Linked DNA regions of Sus scrofa: regions 1 and 2 are each linked to region 3. The links are chromatin contacts, called in public Hi-C maps. All regions are on one chromosome and are shown on one strand. Each heading gives the region's core, a stretch centred on a gene start, on an enhancer-like site or on the middle of the called end of the contact. The rest is flanking DNA. Distances are from core to core; before and after follow the strand shown.

Evidence for each region. Hi-C and Micro-C count contacts between places; a contact is called where the count stands out from the background.
Region 1: a contact with region 3 is called in a Hi-C map of liver, with 3 times the contacts expected there. The contact joins the promoter of SLC52A2 here to the promoter of ZNF251 in region 3. A contact is called at or near these places in 1 of 5 promoter capture datasets (liver), 8 of 47 Hi-C or Micro-C datasets (blood, fetal liver, heart right ventricle and 5 more) and 1 of 2 datasets of contacts at active chromatin or transcription factors (alveolar macrophages).
Region 2: a contact with region 3 is called in a Hi-C map of epiblast stem cells, with 1.6 times the contacts expected there. The contact joins the promoter of LOC110255327 here to the promoter of ZNF251 in region 3. A contact is called at or near these places in 2 of 5 promoter capture datasets (fetal liver and liver), 9 of 47 Hi-C or Micro-C datasets (blood, epiblast stem cells, liver and 5 more) and 1 of 2 datasets of contacts at active chromatin or transcription factors (alveolar macrophages).

What each region holds. Positions count from the first base shown.
Region 1 is chr4:422,017-424,716 of Sscrofa11.1, reverse strand. SLC52A2 (solute carrier family 52 member 2) reads left to right here and starts at 1,378. Exons shown (of 4, transcript NM_001004033.1): 1 at 1,378-1,507; 2 at 1,598-2,471; 3 at 2,580-2,700. The coding sequence starts at 1,378. FBXL6 (F-box/LRR-repeat protein 6) reads right to left here and starts at 284. Exons shown (of 9, transcript XM_013996410.2): 1 at 1-284. The coding sequence starts at 260.
Region 2 is chr4:330,990-333,689 of Sscrofa11.1, reverse strand. It overlaps LOC110255327 (cysteine and histidine-rich protein 1-like), which reads right to left and starts at 1,276. Exons shown (of 2, transcript XM_021090545.1): 1 at 550-1,276; 2 at 1-353. The coding sequence starts at 642. It overlaps KIFC2 (kinesin-like protein KIFC2), which reads left to right and starts at 1,469. Exons shown (of 18, transcript XM_021090435.1): 1 at 1,469-1,534; 2 at 1,897-1,996; 3 at 2,160-2,241; 4 at 2,700.
Region 3 is chr4:185,345-188,044 of Sscrofa11.1, reverse strand. ZNF251 (zinc finger protein 251) reads right to left here and starts at 1,356. Exons shown (of 6, transcript XM_021090452.1): 1 at 549-1,356; 2 at 404-436; 3 at 15-147. The coding sequence starts at 551. LOC102158405 (a long non-coding RNA gene) reads left to right here and starts at 1,477. Exons shown (of 3, transcript XR_002343681.1): 1 at 1,477-2,647.

The sequences.
Region 1 (2,700 bases), core at 129-2,628, 240 kb before region 3:
CGGGCAGCGCGCCTCTGCCCGCGAGGACGGGCGGGCCCCGGGCCTGGAATCACCAGCAGCATGCTGTCCGATTGCAGCAAATGGTATCCGGAGCCGCTCGGCGCCAGCCGATCCCACCACCAGTTCTCAGCCGGCGGCGCGAACCGGACCGCGCGCCGGGTCCTCCGGGCCCCCGCGGGCGCCATCTCCACTCCGGACGCTCCAAGCTCCGCCCAGCGAGGCGGAAGGGGCGGGCCTTGCCGTGGAAGAGCGGGGACCATTGCGCGCAGGCGAGGTCCGTCCTGCAGGGGGCGGGGTCTGGGCCCGGAGCCGACTTCCGATACGGGGTTTCCGGGGCTGGGCCATCCCGTGGGCACGCCCGCGGGTGGTTCTCGCGTGTCCGCCTCTCCCGTGTCCGCCTCTCCCGTGTCCGGACCGGTGAGTTGCAGTCCTCTCTCGGGCTTGACTGCCTTTCCCGCCCCGACCGGTTCTGGTCTGGGGCCGCGACCCTGTGCTGGATGCGGGGCCCACGAGCGTGGCGGGACTGCTGACCCTCGGGTCACGGAGCGCGTGGTGCCCGACCGGGAGTTGCAGGGACCCCGGCGCATCGGACGGATCTCCGCGAGCCGCCTGACGCAGCGAGGGCCGTGCCCGCCGCGGCCACACCCCCAGTCTCGACTTTGCCCTGGCTGTTGGCAGGCTCGCATACACTGGAGGCGTGTGGCTCCTGAGAGGTGGCCCTGCCCCGGAGTGCTTGTCTCGTGCCTTTGCGGGTGAGTGTGGTGGTGCTCTTGGGAACTCAGACCCGAAGATTATGGCCTTGTTTCATCATGCTCCTCTTGTGTGTGGCACCTTCCCAATTCCTGCCTTGCTGGGTCAAGATCCCAGCACCCGCCCCCCTGGTTTCCCTGGTCTTGGAGGTCTGGTCCTCTTAATTTTTTTTTCTAATTTTTTTTTGTAGTTTTAGGACTGCACCTGCAGCATGTGGTAATTCCCAGCCTAAGGGTCGAATCCGAGGTCTAGCCGCCGGCCTACACCACAACCATATCTACACCACAGTCATAGCAACCACAGATTCCAGCCCGGTCTACGACTTACACCACAGCTCAGGGGCAGCGCGGGATCCTTAACCCACTTGAGTGAGGCCAGGGATGGAACCCGCATCCTCATGGATGCTAGTTGGGTTCGTGACCGCTGAGCCATGACGGGAACTGCCCGGTCCTCTTCGACTCCAGTTCTGTGTTTCTTTCTTGTGACCCTGCATGTATGTTTTTCTGTCAAGCTGGACGAGATCTTCAGTTCCCAGAAGAGCTGGAGCATCTTCTTTGGACCTAGGTGGGGAAAGAAGAGCTGGCTGTGACCTTTTCCCTGTCCTGGAGGCCCCCAGCTTTGAGCTGAATGGCAGCACCCCCGCTGGGCCGTCTGGTGCTGACCCACCTTCTGGTAGCCCTCTTTGGCATGGGCTCATGGGCAGCCATCAACGGGATCTGGGTGGAGCTGCCTGTTGTGGTGAAAGACCTTCCAGAGGGTGAGTGGGAATGGCCCAAGAAGGTGGGCTGCTGCTGCCCTCTGTCCCTCGGTGCCCTGCCTTGACACGGTGTCCTCTCATTCCTTGCAGGATGGAGTCTCCCCTCGTACCTCTCTGTGCTCGTGGCACTGGGAAACCTGGGCCTGCTGGTGGTGACCCTGTGGAGGCGGCTGGCCCCGGGCAAGGGCGAGCGGGCCCCCATCCAGGTGGTGCAGGCGCTGAGTGTGGTGGGCACAGCCCTGCTGGCCCCACTGTGGCAACACCTGACAGTGATGGCAGGACAGGTGCACTCTGTGGCCTTCCTGGCCCTGACCTTTGTGTTGGCGCTGGCCTGCTGCGCCTCCAACGTCACTTATCTGCCCTTCCTGAGCCGCTTGCCGCCTCCCTTCTTGCGTTCCTTCTTCCTGGGTCAGGGCCTCAGTGCCCTGCTGCCCTGTGTGCTGGCCCTAGGACAGGGTGTGGGCCGCCTCGAGTGCCCGCCGGCTCCCGCCAACGGCACCCCAGGCCCCCCCCTGGACTTCCCAGAGCGTTTTTCTGCCAGCGCCTTCTTTGGGGCCTTGACTGCCCTACTGGTCATTTCAGCTGCCGCCTTCCAGGGCCTCCTGCTGTTGTTACCATCACTGGTATCTATCCCCACAGAGGGCTCAGGGACTGGCCTGCGGGGGGGCGCCCCAGGAGTGGAGGAGGAGGAAGAGGAAGAGGCCTCGCCGCTGCAAGAGCCACCTAGTCAGGCAGCAGGCAACACCCCCAGCCCAGACCCTGCAGCCCATCGGCTGCTCTCCGCCCGTGGCGCCTGCCTGCTGGGCCTGCTGGCCACCACCAGTGCTCTGACCAACGGCGTGTTGCCTGCCGTGCAGAGCTACTCGAGCTTGCCCTATGGGCGCTTGGCCTACCACTTGGCTGTGGTGCTGGGAAGTGCCTCCAACCCCCTCGCCTGCTTCCTGGCCATGGGCATTCTATGCAGGTACACAAGGGATCCCCAAGCCACTCGGCGGGGCCGGTGTGGGGGGACCCTGGGCTGAGGGCCTGCGACTGGCACAGCCAGCCCTGAGTTTTCGCTCACCTCTGGCAGGTCCCTGGCAGGGCTGGGTGGTCTCTCTCTGCTTGGCACACTCTTTGGGGCCTACCTGATGGCACTGGCAATCCTGAGCCCCTGCCCACCCCTGGTGGGCACCTCTGCAGGGATGGTCCTT
Region 2 (2,700 bases), core at 27-2,526, 150 kb before region 3:
GCAGCACCCAGCATCACCCCCCCCCACATTCCATAAGTGTTGGTTGTGAAAACAGCCACGATGAGGATGGTCACCGCAACCACCAGCACCACCGCCTGGCCAGCCACAGAGCGGCCCTCGGCACCAAGGTGGTCACCAGCCACTGCCAGCACCATGCCTCCTCCTAGAAGCAGATTGGCAGAAGAGCAGTCCCCATTCATCCAGTGGAAATCAAAGGCCAGAAGGGGCAGGCCAATGACAGTGGCCACCCAGGCTCCAGCAAGACAGTCTTCATCTGTGCGGAGCCCTGGGGCCAGCGTGGTGGCAGCGGCCAAGGCCTGGAGCAGGAAGCCAGCAGCGGCCCCTCGACTTGCCTGTCAACACAGGGAAGGGGGGAGATGTAGGGAAAAGAGGCCAGGACCTTCCTTTAAGCAGGGAAGGGTTTGGGGTACTCACAGAAGCCCGGCCTCCATGCTTACCTCCCACCACCCTCTCGCTGATTCAGGAAACTGGCTAGGTCTTTTGGGTTTGGGAGTGGGCTATGCCCCTGCCCCGCCCCAGGGTACTCACCTGGGCAGTGCTCACCGCCGCATGCAGAGACACCGTTCCCAGTACCAGGTGGGACAGGGAAGCGCTCCACTCGCTCCATGGCCTGGAGGCCATGGCACCTCTGGCGGTAGTGAGTTTGAGGGGACAGGAAAAGGATCCTCAACTTTGGAGAAAAAGGTGGAGGCTGGCGACAGGGAGCCCCTAAGGGCGGCTCTCCGGGCCTCCCAGGTTCCAGAGTCCCATTACTAAACGGTAGAGTAGGCTCAACCGAAACTCCCGAGCCCTGAGGCCACTGGACACAACCGTGGGGAAGGAGAACCTACATCGGCTGGAAAAGAAGGGAAAACACGGAGCGGGGCCTGGACCGGGTGGGCGTTAGCTCTAGCGCCCTGGAACCCAAGTCGGGGCGCAGGGCCAGGGGTAGGGGCGCGGAGAGGGGCGCAGGGCGAGCGCAGACCCACTCGGCCCGGCCCCTGCGCCTAGGGAGGAGCCGTCCTCGGCACCCGGCGTGGAAACAGCAGCCGTGCGAGCACTCAGATCGCTGCGATGCGCGGCTGCGGCGCAGCGGCGACCAGCAGGCCGAAACCAGCCCACCGCACCGCCCTCCGACTCCCGTCCCGCCTACCGCGCGCGGCCTGCGGCCACCCCTTACCAACCAACGAGAGGAGAAGAGGCTAGAGCGGCGGCGGCGGGGGGAGGGGGGTGCGGGCCAGGGCGACGCGGGCGGGGAGGCGACCCGGTTGTAAGAGGTGGGCGGGGCTAGGAGGGCCGACGTCTCCTCGCTCCCCGCACGCAACCCCACCCGTCTGGGGAAGGGAGTGGCCTGAGGAAGGAGCCTCGAGGGGCGGGGCGGCGAAGGGGCGGGGTGCAGCGGAGGAAGGGACGAGGGGGAAGGGCCCCGAAGACGGAGCGGGGAGGGGCGGGGCCTCTCGGGGCGGGGCGACAAGGGAGGGGCGGGGCGACAAGGGAGGGGAGCGACCGAGGAAGAGGTTCGAGGGTAGGAAAGGTGGGACACCTGCGCGGGCGGAAGCCTCTCAGTGGATAGAGCCCTGGGGGCCCCTCGCAGAGGATTGGTAGGGATCCTAGAAGAGGGGATGAGGGGGCTATGGGTGCTCTCAGCCCGGGGTCTCCGCTACGTAGGGTGGCGGCCTCGAGGACACCTGTCTCTGGGCCCCTTTCCTCGGGCGCCGGTCCTCCGCCCGCGGGAGCCGGGCCGAGGGGGCGGCCGCCGGAGCATGCGCACCGGCTCTGCGGCGGGCGGGCGCGGAGTCGGGGCGCGGGGACGCGGGGCGGCGAGAAGCGGGGCCCTCTGCCGCCCCGCGCTCCCATGTACGCCTTCTACTCGCTGCTCATCTACATCTTCTACAGCCTCTTCCGCAGGGATGGCGGGGCGGCGGCGTCCGCCGATCCTGGGAACCCCGCCGGCGACCCCCGTCCTCCTGGGAACGGTTCTGCAGGCCTGCGCAGCGTAGGTTCCAGGGCGCTGACGCGGGGGAGGGACCATGTGGACGACCCTGTCTCTGATGTTGGAAGCTGAGATCCCTGCACCAACCCCTCGGGCTCAGTCCCCGAGGCAGGCAGCCGTAGGCCGCCTGGCCTCTCCTCAGGGGCTCCCCCTGCTCCCTCCCTAGAGTGTCCGCTGCAAGGCCGGGGGTCGCCGCCGCCCCGACCAGCCCACCGCAGAACTGTGGACCGAGCTGACCGGCCTGGTCGGTAGGTAATGGTGCGTTAGGAACGCTGCCTCCCCGGGGCCGTGAGGGAGTGACACCGTCGGAGAGATGCTGGGGCGCCTGTGACCCCTTTGGGAGGGAGGGACCTGGCAGGTACTAGCTGGTGGCCTAGCGTTTGACACGTGACCCAGGACGACTACCCATCCCACTACCTGGCCTCACAGGCTGCTCGGAGTCTGAGGGTGGCCCGGGAGGGGCAGCCGAAGGCGCTCCCGCCGAGGTCTCCCTGGAAGAGGCTCTCGTGCGCCTTGCTGAGTTCCTCTCAGTCCAGCTGGGGGCGGAAGAGAGCTTGGGGAATCCTCCAGACCTGAGCAAGGTAAGCAGAGCGGAGACTTCTCCTCCAGCGACCTGTGCTGTTTCCCCACTTCCTCTGATCTCCATTCATAGCGCTGCCTTCCGGGCCCTCATTCTTGCTCCCTCTGATTCGTGTTTCTTTCACAGC
Region 3 (2,700 bases), core at 107-2,606:
GCGGAGAGCCTCACCCAGCGAGGCCACGTGCCCGTAGTTCTCCAGCATCACGTCCCTGTATAGCGTCCGCTGGTCTGGGCCCAACTGCCGCCCTTCCTCCCAAGAGAAGTACACAGCCACGTCCTGGAAGGTCAGCGGCACCACCTCCTGCAACGACAGGTGGGTGCTGCCCGCGGGGCTGTGCCCACTGGGTGGACCTGTGGTGGTCAGCCAGAGGGCCAGCTGCCCTCTTCCGTCCTGAGACCCAGCTAGTCCCCCAGCAGCCCTCTGGCGGGGGGGGGGGGGGGGGGGGTTGGGGGTTGGATCCCAGAGCCCTGTCCTTGGGGTGCTAGGGCTCCTGGCTTCTCGGCGTGCTGGGCTCACCGCTCCAGAGGGGGGAGGACAGGGAGGAAGGTGAACTCACCTGGGGCGCCAGAAGCCAAGTGTGGCAGCCATCCTGGGGGAGTGGGATCTTAGGGAAGACTCGGGACCTGAGGGGGCAGCCCTGGCCCGGCCTCCCCCAGCTCACCGTCAAGGGGCAGAGGCCCACACCCAGACCCATTCAATACCATTCAGTCACTCCATTAGCTTCCAAGGGCCTGGTGAAGGACGGCAGAATTGGGTTCCTGGAGTGGCCTCCTGGGGCCACGCGTAAAGTCGCTCATAAACGTTGCGGGTCAGAGGCAATCACAAGCCAACGCGAGTCGGACTGGCCAGAATCCCACTGAAACTCCCTAGAATGGGGGAGCAAGGGCCCAAATGGCCCTCGTGGGCCCAGTGGGGCCGGGAGGTGAGGGTGCAAGCTGGCAGCTCCAGTGACCCAGCGTCCCAGGACAACCTGAAGCAAAGAACCGCACCCCACCAACAGGATGAGAGGACTGGGCGGCCGGGTGGGCTGAGCTACTGAGGGTGCAGCTGGAAGCCTGCGTCCTTCTCACCGCTTGGTCCCCAGCTTCCAAATCGGCCTCCCAATCCTGGCTGCTCCTTAGGCCAGGCTGCGGTCGCTTCCTCATTCTGCCAACAGACTCCCCTCCGACCTCTTCCCAGCCCTGCGGGCCCGGTGACTCCTCGGGTTCGCGAGCTCCGGCCGCCCGGGGCTACAGGCACAGCCCGCCGCTTCTCCGGCGCCCCCAGGCCATTGGGTGCCGACGCTCCGCGGGGCAGGCCTCCCCTGAAAGCTCCGCGCGGCGGCCCCTGGCCAACGCGACCCTGGCTGAAACCTCCCGAAGCTCCGCCCGGACGCACCTCGGTCCCCGGGGCCCGCCCACCGCACTAGAGCGCGCCCCGCCGGCAGGCGCCCCTCTAAGGCTCGCGCCCCAGGCGAGCGCACGCGACCGGCTTGCACACCTGCGCGCACCGGTCAGCCCGCGGCGGGGCAGGGCCGCCCGGGCCGCGCTGCGCACGCGCAGGACGCCCCGCCCCGCCGGGTGGCCGCGGAGGGCGCCGCAGCCGGTGCCCCAGGACGGCCCACGGGGACGATCCGGCCGGAAGCGGCCGCGTGGTCCCGGCCCCGCCCTTCCGGGCGGCCGGGGTTCAGCGGACCCGTCCCGCTATGCCTTGCTCTTGGCTCCGGGCTGGGCGGAGGTTCGAGTCGGACCCGCTCTGCCCTCCTCTCCGTCTCCAGGGCCGCACGTGTCGCCGGATCGCTCCAGTCCGGCGGCGGGGCTCACTCAGCTGCGTTCCTGTCGGTAACGAGCACAAGCTCGCAAATAAGGACGCAGAGTGAAGGTGTTTAAATCACACCTGTCACTCGGAGGAGGAAGGGACGGGGTAAGGGTAGGGACGTTAGGTGACACCGAGGACCCTCTTGTCTTCCAGACGCGCTGCTGGAATCAGGCCACCGGTTCAGGTCTGAGCTCGAGGCAGTCAGGTAGCAGGAGGATATCCAAAACTTTAAACACCGTGCAGAGACGTCACACGGGATTAAAACGCTGCCAGGCTGGAGAGTGTGTTGCTGCTGGCGGGGTCTGATGAGCAGTCTTGAAATCAATGCAGCCGAGTATGCAGCCCCATGAGATCAGGTAGTACTAGTGCTGTGTTTTGTCCACTAGGAAACCACCAGCCTTACAGCAGCGGCAGGAGCGTAGGAAGCATTCTGTAAATACTGGGTGAGCACTTGGATAAAAGGATAAAAGGCTGAAAGGAAGCACATCACTCTAGTTTTAAGACTGCAAAGTACATATTTGATTGCCTTATTTTCTGAGGCTTTCTGAATTGATACACCTCCAGCTTATAGGGTTGCCAATTGCCGGGCAAACAGTCCATGCATAACAGCACAGCAGGTGACAGGATCACGACCACATTTCTGTAGATTCCCTCAGCAAGGAGCACAAATGACAGATCATTTATTTCTTAGGCTCCTCAGACCCACAAGATGACAGGAAGCACAGACAGCAGATTCCTCTGTTGCTTGGCATCAACTCCAAACCAAACTACCTCCAGGCAGCTTTGCTCTGCAGCTGTACCCCAAGGGAAACAAAATGGAAAGTCCAGTAAAGACGGCATCACAGTTGATTCTACAAGATTGATTGTCTTCCTTTGTTTCCAGGGAGCCTCCGGCATTCTGCCAAGACTCAGCTCAGGCTGCAACTCAGCCTTGGCCACATGGCCAGTGTGGAAATGTACAGAGCTGTTCCCTGCACTAATGACCTCCCTTTTGCTAAAACCAGTGCGTGCGTTTTATTATTTTTTTAAGTTATCATGTTATTATAATTAATTTTC